Linked DNA regions of Rattus norvegicus: all the other regions are linked to region 2. The links are chromatin contacts, called in public Hi-C maps. All regions are on one chromosome and are shown on one strand. The core of a region is the stretch at or near the end of the contact, and the rest is flanking DNA. Distances in the headings are between cores, read along the strand shown.

What was found. A called contact is a pair of places that touch in the nucleus more often than the background predicts.
Region 1: a contact with region 2 is called in a Hi-C map of liver, with 4 times the contacts expected there. The contact joins the promoter of Ssr3 here to the enhancer-like site in region 2. A contact is called at or near these places in 5 of 12 Hi-C or Micro-C datasets (the A7r5 cell line, hepatocytes, liver and 2 more).
Region 3: a contact with region 2 is called in a Hi-C map of the Rat2 cell line, with 10 times the contacts expected there. The contact joins two enhancer-like sites. A contact is called at or near these places in 5 of 12 Hi-C or Micro-C datasets (the A7r5 cell line, the Rat2 cell line, Schwann cells and 2 more).

Annotation. Positions count from the first base shown.
Region 1 is chr2:151,933,815-151,936,514 of GRCr8, reverse strand. Ssr3 (signal sequence receptor subunit 3) reads left to right here and starts at 1,353. Exons shown (of 5, transcript NM_031120.3): 1 at 1,353-1,507; 2 at 2,489-2,615. The coding sequence starts at 1,375.
Region 2 is chr2:152,478,154-152,480,942 of GRCr8, reverse strand. No RefSeq gene overlaps it. Among named protein-coding and RNA genes, the nearest start is that of Ccnl1, 28 kb to the left of the region's middle. Within about 2 kb of position 1,337, at least 60 of the 93 cell types and tissues checked have an H3K27ac peak or open chromatin away from gene starts, as enhancers often do. A contact at or near this core is called in the A7r5 cell line, hepatocytes and liver, where this site is marked.
Region 3 is chr2:151,894,551-151,897,250 of GRCr8, reverse strand. It overlaps Kcnab1 (potassium voltage-gated channel subfamily A regulatory beta subunit 1), which reads right to left. Exons shown (of 14, transcript NM_017303.3): 9 at 125-210. Among named protein-coding and RNA genes, the nearest start is that of Ssr3, 39 kb to the left of the region's middle. Within about 2 kb of position 1,345, at least 13 of the 93 cell types and tissues checked have an H3K27ac peak or open chromatin away from gene starts, as enhancers often do.

The DNA of each region.
Region 1 (2,700 bases), core at 104-2,603, 540 kb after region 2:
GAGATTCTGAAGTGAGCACTTGCAGTTTGCTTGAAAATTCGCTAGATGGTTCTTATTTATTTACTTATTTCTTTGGTGATGAAATTGAGGACACTTGCTGTTGAGAATAGATGGACTTATATTTCAGGAAAACGTATTGAAGAATCTGTGTGGAGAACCAATTGAAAAAAAGACTGAAGATAAAAAGCACAGTGAGGATCCTTGCTCTGTAGATCAATGCCATTTAGATAAAGCAAAGGGAAAGTGCTATCTACAGACTGCTAAGAGGAAGCCGGAGGTTGAGGAAGTTTTGCCCTGTGCAGTGTAATGTTTACAGCATTGTAGTGAAGAAAAACACTTGCTGGGAAGGGATGTGGTTGTGTTTGTCTTTTGAAAGAAAAACGCAACCAGCTAGTCAGTTAAAATGGCATCTGTGCTAATATTGCCTTTCCGGCTTCAGAGGAGTCCTGCCAGAGGTCTTCAGTGTCATTTGGAACACTGGTGGAATGCTACTTTAAAAAGGTTCAAGCTGAAATAGAAAGAAACAAAATGGTAGAAATTTGTAAAGGCATGAGGCAAGTATTGAATGTTATCACCATTTGAAGATCATCATGGTTTTAGTGACTTCCTTATGTCTGTTTCTTGGGTGAATAGAGCCCATGCCCAAGAGACTAGGGCCTGTCTGTCACCTTCAGGTTCACCATTTGATGATGATGATGATGATGATGATGATGATGATGTAATAATAAAAAAACCAAACTTTAGGCCATGCAGATGGCTGAGAGGGTAAAGACACAAACCTGACAATTTGGTTCAATCTCTGGGACCCAGAAAGTAAAAGTAGAGAACTAACTTCCTCAAGCTGTGTTCTGACAACTTTGTGGCACGGCCTTCCAACCAACTAATCAATCAATTAATCATCAATCAATGAAACAATCATTCAATCAGTGTAATAAACTTAAAAAGAAATAAAAAGTGCACATATGAAATGAAATACCAATAAAGTTAGTTAGTTAAAACAGAGTACTGCTTGCACGGTTGCTCATGTCAGTTAACCAAGCCTGCCTCTGGAGACTGAGGCAGGTGAATTGGAAATCAGCTTTAGTTACCTGAGGTCCATAAATATACACTAAACTACAAATCCCGCCATTCCTTGTGGCGTTGAGAGCCACGTACCCTGAAGGATGCGGAAGTCTTGTCTACCTATCCAATCGTGTTTTGAGGCTTGTGAAGCGACGGCAGGCTGGCCAATCCTAAAGTAGCGTGCCCTGCGGAGACCCGCCTTCGCGTTGCGCTGACGGGTCGCGGGCGGATACGCGGCTGGGGCGGACGTAGACGCGGCCTTCTGAGTCTTCCCTGTCTCCCTGCTCCCATCCTCAAGTCTTTTGCTCCGCAATGGCTCCCAAAGGCGGCTCCAAGCAGCAGTCCGAGGAGGACCTGCTCCTTCAGGATTTCAGCCGCAACCTGTCCGCCAAATCGTCGGCGCTGTTCTTCGGGAATGCGTTCATCGTGTCTGCCATTCCCATCTGTGAGCCTCGGGCAGGCGGCGGGGACGTGGCGGGCGCGGTGGGGGAGGCCAGAGGCGGCGGGGAGGCCTAGTGTCGGGGCGGAGGGGGGGGGGGGGTGCGGCGGCGTCCTCGGGAACTCACTTGCCGCGGACTTCTGAGCCGGGCGCGGGTTCTGGCCGGGATTCGCTCATTGGTACACTGTCCTTCCCCTCACAACACTTTGACACTACGAGGTCTTTAGTGAGCCAGTGGGAGACCCACCAATAACCTTCACTGAATTAGCAACGTGACTCCCCTCATCCCTGAGCATCCTTTTGACGTGCAGAATGACAGGTTAGGCTGTGCTAGAGGTCCGCGGTCAGCCTTGTTTAGGATTTCAATAACTCCCAGAGAGCAACTCGAGACTTTGAATGAGAAACTGTCAACCTGAAGGCTAAGACTGTTTCCAAGCTCAGGTTTTCCGAGTTTCCCATCTCCTGACCCACGCTGCCACAATGTTGCTGGCCAATCACGTCCAAACGTATTTTGTTATTGTGGCCGTTTTAAAAGCTCAGCGTGCAGTGAATGTGGTGTGGAGCCCCCTGGTTCACTGGCCCGACCATGCATTGTTTTGATTTCAGAGCAGCCACGTCAGCAAGTTAACCAGTGATTTGGGACAGACAGTATTTGACTTAAAATGGCCTGTATTTTAACTTACTAGCATTCCATGAATGAAATCTTTATTCTTATTTGTGATCTCTCCCCTCTCAGTTTGTTCTCAAGTCAGAAGATGAAGAAATTTCTAGACTAGCAATGTCCCCACAACCTAACTTTCTGAACCGGGAAAGCCCTGAACTCTGGGACTAACCCAGTGTATTGGCTATCTCACCTCTAGTGAAGTTCCTCAGATACTGGGTAGGATTTACTGACTCTCATTTACCTGGTTTAGCTGGAGTTAACTCTGGCAGGCAGGTGTAAAGGGGTCGTAATGTGTTGTGTCCCTTCCTTTTGTCTTACCTCAGGGTTGTACTGGAGAATATGGCATATGGATCTTATCCAGTCTGCTGTTCTGTACAGCGTGATGACGTTAGTAAGCACTTACTTGGTAGCCTTTGCATACAAGAATGTAAAATTTGTTCTCAAGCACAAGTAAGTACCCTAACCCCAACCCCAACCTGCATATTTATGGGAGGGTGGCTTCTTAGAGGTGGTTTATATTTATTTATAAGCATTG
Region 2 (2,789 bases), core at 88-2,587:
AACCCAGTCCTGGAACGGGCAATGCAATGGCTTGTTGAGATGCTTTGGTGAGTCCCTGGGATCTCGGTCAGCCCCTCTCAAGCTATTCTGTGCTGTGCTTGCCGTTGTTATGAAGGCCATACAATACTTGGCACCAAGTTGACAAGATTCTCCCTTGATCTGTTATGGGTATCTGAAGCCCATGATGCTATCTGCTCAAGAGCCTGTGCCCATAGCAGTCATTAGGCCAGGAGCAGAGTTTTAAAAAGAAACTACTCAGGGTTGGGGATTTAACTCAGTGGTAGAGCGCTTGCCTAGCAAGCGCAAGGCCCTGGGTTCGGTCCTCAGCTCCGGAAAAAACAAACAAACAAACAAACAAAAAACAAAAAACAAAAACAAAACAAAACCAAAACAAATAAAAGGAAACTACTCAAATCTGAGAATCGATTGAATGACAAGGGGTATAATGAAGTGACTGTTCTGGACAGGGTGATGCTCACATGTGACCATAGCTCTCTCAAGGCTGAGGAAAGTTCAAAGCCCACGTGAACTATATAATGAGACCTTACTTCCCTCCGCACTTAAAAACAACAAGTGTGTGGGGGAGAGAATGAGGAAGAGGAGGGAAAGGGAAAAGGTGGAGCAGAGGGAAGGGGAGGTGAGGAGAGGGGGTTGATTCACTGTAAATCTACTTCAGAGGCTAAGGGAAAGCACGTGATCCGGTCAAAGGGCATGAATTTTCAGTTACATTCACCGACACTAGAGGGCGACTGTTGACCAGATTATCGCACAGATGTGAAGGCAAAGGCTGCGTGTTTTGGTTTTTTGTTTTATTGTGTGGGTTTTTTTGTTTTGTTTGTTTGTTTGTTTTGTTTTGTTTTAAACAAAGCTGTTCTTCTTCCCTTCCCAGCATGTATGTGACAGTCCAGGTTCACACGAGGCAGTCCTAGCTCGAGGCAGTGAGCAGCTAGTAAGATCACATCTGAGGAAGCTCTCGGAGTGCTCCCAGCAGCTATGGGCCACACAGTTCTGATCTACTCGAGCGTCTCTCCAAATGATGGCTCAGTATTAACAGAAAAAGATACACGCCAAGTGTTCTTGTATTCTTAGGGGACTTGGAAAGATTACTGAAATGAATTGGGTGCAGTTTGGCCACTAGGGGACAGCACGCGGTCACCATTGCTTGTGGCTAGTTAGTTGGACGGGGTTGGGGTGGGGTTGGGGGTTGGCTGGTAAACTATGGGGAAAGACAGGAGACTCCACCTCTGACTCACAAAGGGCTTTGGCTTCAGACCGTGTTTCCTCACAGTGTTGGTTTTGCTTCTCACTTCAGTCCCAGGAAACTGGAGGGTGGGGCAGGAGTTATTGCCCCACTCCGGGGGCCAAGGATTGGAGAATTACCCTGGGAGGGTTAGTGCTATATGAGGTCACAGAGTGGCAGAGGCGGAGCCCACCAGGATCCTGGCTGCTCCTGGAAAACTCCTCTCTCAGAGCCTTGGATAAGCCGGGTTCTGTGAGGTAGGTGAGCGCAGAAACCAGGCAGACAGCGGTAGTTTTTATAATGTCGCCCAGCTCAGTCCTTCCTTGCACACCGGCAAGCCGTAGCTTCAAGGGCTCCACGGCTTAGCTCTACCCTTTACACTTCACCGGAGGAGACTGTGTTCTAGACTCAGACCCAGATCCCCCTCACTCTGCCTCCCTCGGGGCCAAGCACGTCCTTGTCCTTGTTCACGCTTTCTCTGACCCTGTGCAGGTGGGAGATTCGCTTAGTTCCCTCCCTCAGGAACCGAGCACAAAGGGGGCAGCTCACTTAGCTGACCAGACAGGGAGGAATATGTGTTGCACAGGCCGAGTGATCAGGAAAGGCGATTGATTTACGAAGAAGAAAAGGCCAGAAAACAAACAAAACACAGGCACTAAATGGGGAAGCAATTCTCTGCTCCCTGAAAGGAAGATCCAGGGTACTGCCCCAAAGAGTGTAGCCGCCACCTCTGGAACAATAGGTCTGCGCTGTGTGTGTGTGTGTGTGTGTGTGTGTGTGTGTGTGTGTGTGTGTGTGTGTGTGTGCCTCTTCCCCCAATTTTCCCTCTCCTCTTCGGAGTGTCATCTCCCCCACCCCCACCCCTTCTCTCTCAGCTGCACACACACCCAGGAGATAGGAAAACCAGCAAGAAGGGCAAAATCCTTGCCGGAGTCTGGACACTATGAGACGCTATCTTACCACACAGATACTAGTGTTTAATTTCTTTCTGAGAAAGTGAAGGGGATGTTAAACCTACACGAAAAATGAAAGTAGTATTGTTTATTTCCTTAGGGGGTACATAACTGTCATCTAACTCTGACGTGTGTACAGCAAGAAGCAGCCTAGGCTAGTTTGTTTTGATTTTTTTTTCAACTTGAACACTACAGAATACTTAGAGATGTTTTAATATTTTAAAAGATTTATTTATTTTATATATAAGTACACTGTAGCTGTCTTCAGACACACCAGAAGAGGGCATCAGATCTCATTACAGATGGTTGTGAGCCACCCTGTGGTTGCTAGGATTTGAACTCAGGACCTCTGGAAGAACGGTCAGTGCTCTTAACCACTGAGTCATCTCTCCAGCCCTTGAGTTTCTAGATAAAAAATGTGTGCGTGTTTTGTGCGCATATACGGCTGTGCACCACATGTTTGCAGTCCCTTGGAGGCCAAAAGATATCAGAACCCTTGAAACTGGAGTTATAGATGGCTGTGAGCTACCATGAGGGTGCTGGGAACCATTGAACTATTTCTCCAGACCCATTTCATTATTATTATTTTTTTTAAA
Region 3 (2,700 bases), core at 96-2,595, 580 kb after region 2:
TAGAATTCTAATGGCATGGTCTTGGGAGAAAAGTCTGCAGAAGATGCAGACTTAAACATGGTACCTGAACATGGTACATAATGGCAAGGTGCCCGGAAACCATAAAAAATGGACACTAGCTCACCATGATCTCCATCGCGCTCCACCTCGAGGTGCCCCAGTACATTGCCATGCCTTGGTTGATCACGTGCGTCATGGCTCGAACGATTTCTACAGAAGCGCAAAGAGTGTTTCATGAACTCAGCTACTTTACAGAGTTGTGTTTCCCCCTCGTCTTTCCAGAATTTAGAATTTTTCTTTTTTCTCCCCCCCCATCTTTATTAAATTGGGTATTTCTTATTTACATTTCAAATGTTATTCCCTTTCCCAGTTTCCAGGCCAGCTTCCCCTTAACTCCTCTCCCTCCCCTTCAGAATTTAGAATTTTAATGTGATCATTTGATTACTATAATTACTCTCCGCCCTGGTGACAACATTCACCATCAGTGGTTTGGAAGCTTGACAGTTCTCTTAGGTAAACTGACACTCATTTTCAGTTTTCAGAAATATTCAACAGTATTAAACATGTAATGACCATTGCAGGTTCTTCCTTTACTAGTATAGCATCCCTTGATGGTTCTTGTTCTGATAAACGAAGCTGAGTGGCTGGTTCACAAAGTGATCAGGGAGGGAAGGCATTTGTCATGACTGTAGAATGTCGAGTCACAGAGGATGAACGAACGGCCTGTTTCTTCTGCATGGTGGATTTGCAGAGCCGTTCCTTTCCCTCAATAGCCATTTAATAGAGATGACTCAATAACTCTAGCAGCAAGATAAACATATAAAGTGCAGAACAAACAGCTGAGGCCACAGGGGCTCAAAGCCCACTTTGACACACCCTGTCCTTGGCCACTTTGAACCCAACATTGTTCTAGGACACCCATGTAATTGATCTCACCAGGGCCTGCTGGTGGGCCCACCCAGTTTCCACATCTGCCTCTTTTCAGCTTAACATCACATTTCCTCTCCCCAGAGGGTGGAGCTCAGCTAGTCCTCTTGGCACCAGCCAGATGAGACATAGAACTAGGAGGCATGAGGAGTTTCAAGTTCAAGTTAGCAAAACCCTCCAAAGCTTACACAAAGCAGGTTAACCACACCCCTGGGATGCCAGATTCCTGGATGTATTTCAAAGGTCAAAGTCTTGGGCTGTTTTGTTCCCAGTAATACCTCAAGATTAAATGTCCTTTAGCAGGGAATTCTCAACGTAGAACTGGGGTAGATATGTTCTTTTCTCATTTTTCTTTTTTCTCCTTTCCCTGCCTCATCTCTTCCTCTCTTCCTTCGTGCTTGTTCTTTGAGGCAGAGTGTCACTGTGTTACTTGTCTGGATTGGAATTCACCTATGTAGGACAGGCTGTTCTTGAATTTGCAGCAATCCTCCAGTCTCTGACTCCCGAGTGCTATGATTACAACTGTATGCCACTGTTCCTGGCTTGGAGTAGATGTAGCCTTATTTGTATTTAAGTTGATAGCGGGTAGGATTTGGATCGAAGGAGCCAAGGTCAGGGTCTTACCATCTTCGTTATTTGGCTTACATGTATTGTTTTAAGGTTTCCTTGGTTGGTTTGTTTTGAATACAGGGAATGTTTTTATTCACTACCGTCTAACAAAGAATTTGGTTTATTAGCTAAACACTTCCTTTTCTTGTGATCATGTATCTTATCAAAGCACCTACCTGTAAGGTTTATTTATCCTTTGTTAAATAAATGTGATAAAAATGTAAGAAACCTTCCCTTCTTTAAAGAGTGTACAAATGGGGATGGTAAAGGTTTCTGGAAATTGAGGCCATTTTTTTTGCATCTTTGCCCTAAATTAGCCACCTGCACCATTGCAACAAGTTCCTTCCTGTCCCTTCCTGTTTCTCCCCAAGCTGGGAGCTCCTCCAGTCACTATGCTCTTTAGGTACCTGTTGCTTTGGGAGCTGGACATGCCGAGGTGTGCCAGATGTGTTGGTATCACTGAAGGTGTTCACAGAGAGCAAGATGAATTTGAAGGCCGTCTGTTCTCTACAGACAGGGTGAAGAAGACAGAGAGGCCCTGTGGCCAAGCTATGTGACGTTACAGAAGCCTGTACCAGAGCAGTTAAAGCGGAAATTGTGAGTCTTCCAAGACGCATTCATTTACTTGTTGAACACATTTGGTGTAAAATTCCTAGACTTGGGGAGTTTAGGATTCGGTGGCAAGGATGGAGAAATAAAGAAGTGATTATAAAATATGAATATTATAGAAAAACATGAGCAGATCCAGGTAGGAAATGAAAGAGAAGATCTACTGAGTTAGGGCTAGGAATGTCCCACTTCCTGTCATGTATTATGTTGAAGCATTGAAACAAGTTAACTGGACTAAGCCTGGGAGAATAGCATTGTAGGATGATAGACACATGTGCAGACCCTGCAGGCAGGACAGTGAATTCCAGGGAAAGGACGGCAGGTAGCAGAAGTCCAGCACGGAAGGGCAGGAGAGAGATAATGTTGCCAGAGGACAACGAACCAAACTGTATGGAAAAGGTGGGTTGTTGCCATTTTTAGGCGAGGGAATGAGAGACATCTCATTGCAGTTTGCTTCTCAGAAGGCCATCCCTGCCTGTGTTGTGAAGAATCAGTGGAAGAGGAAGCCCTGGAGTACAGGCCTCTGGGAACCATCTGTCATGTTGCAAGGGTGGC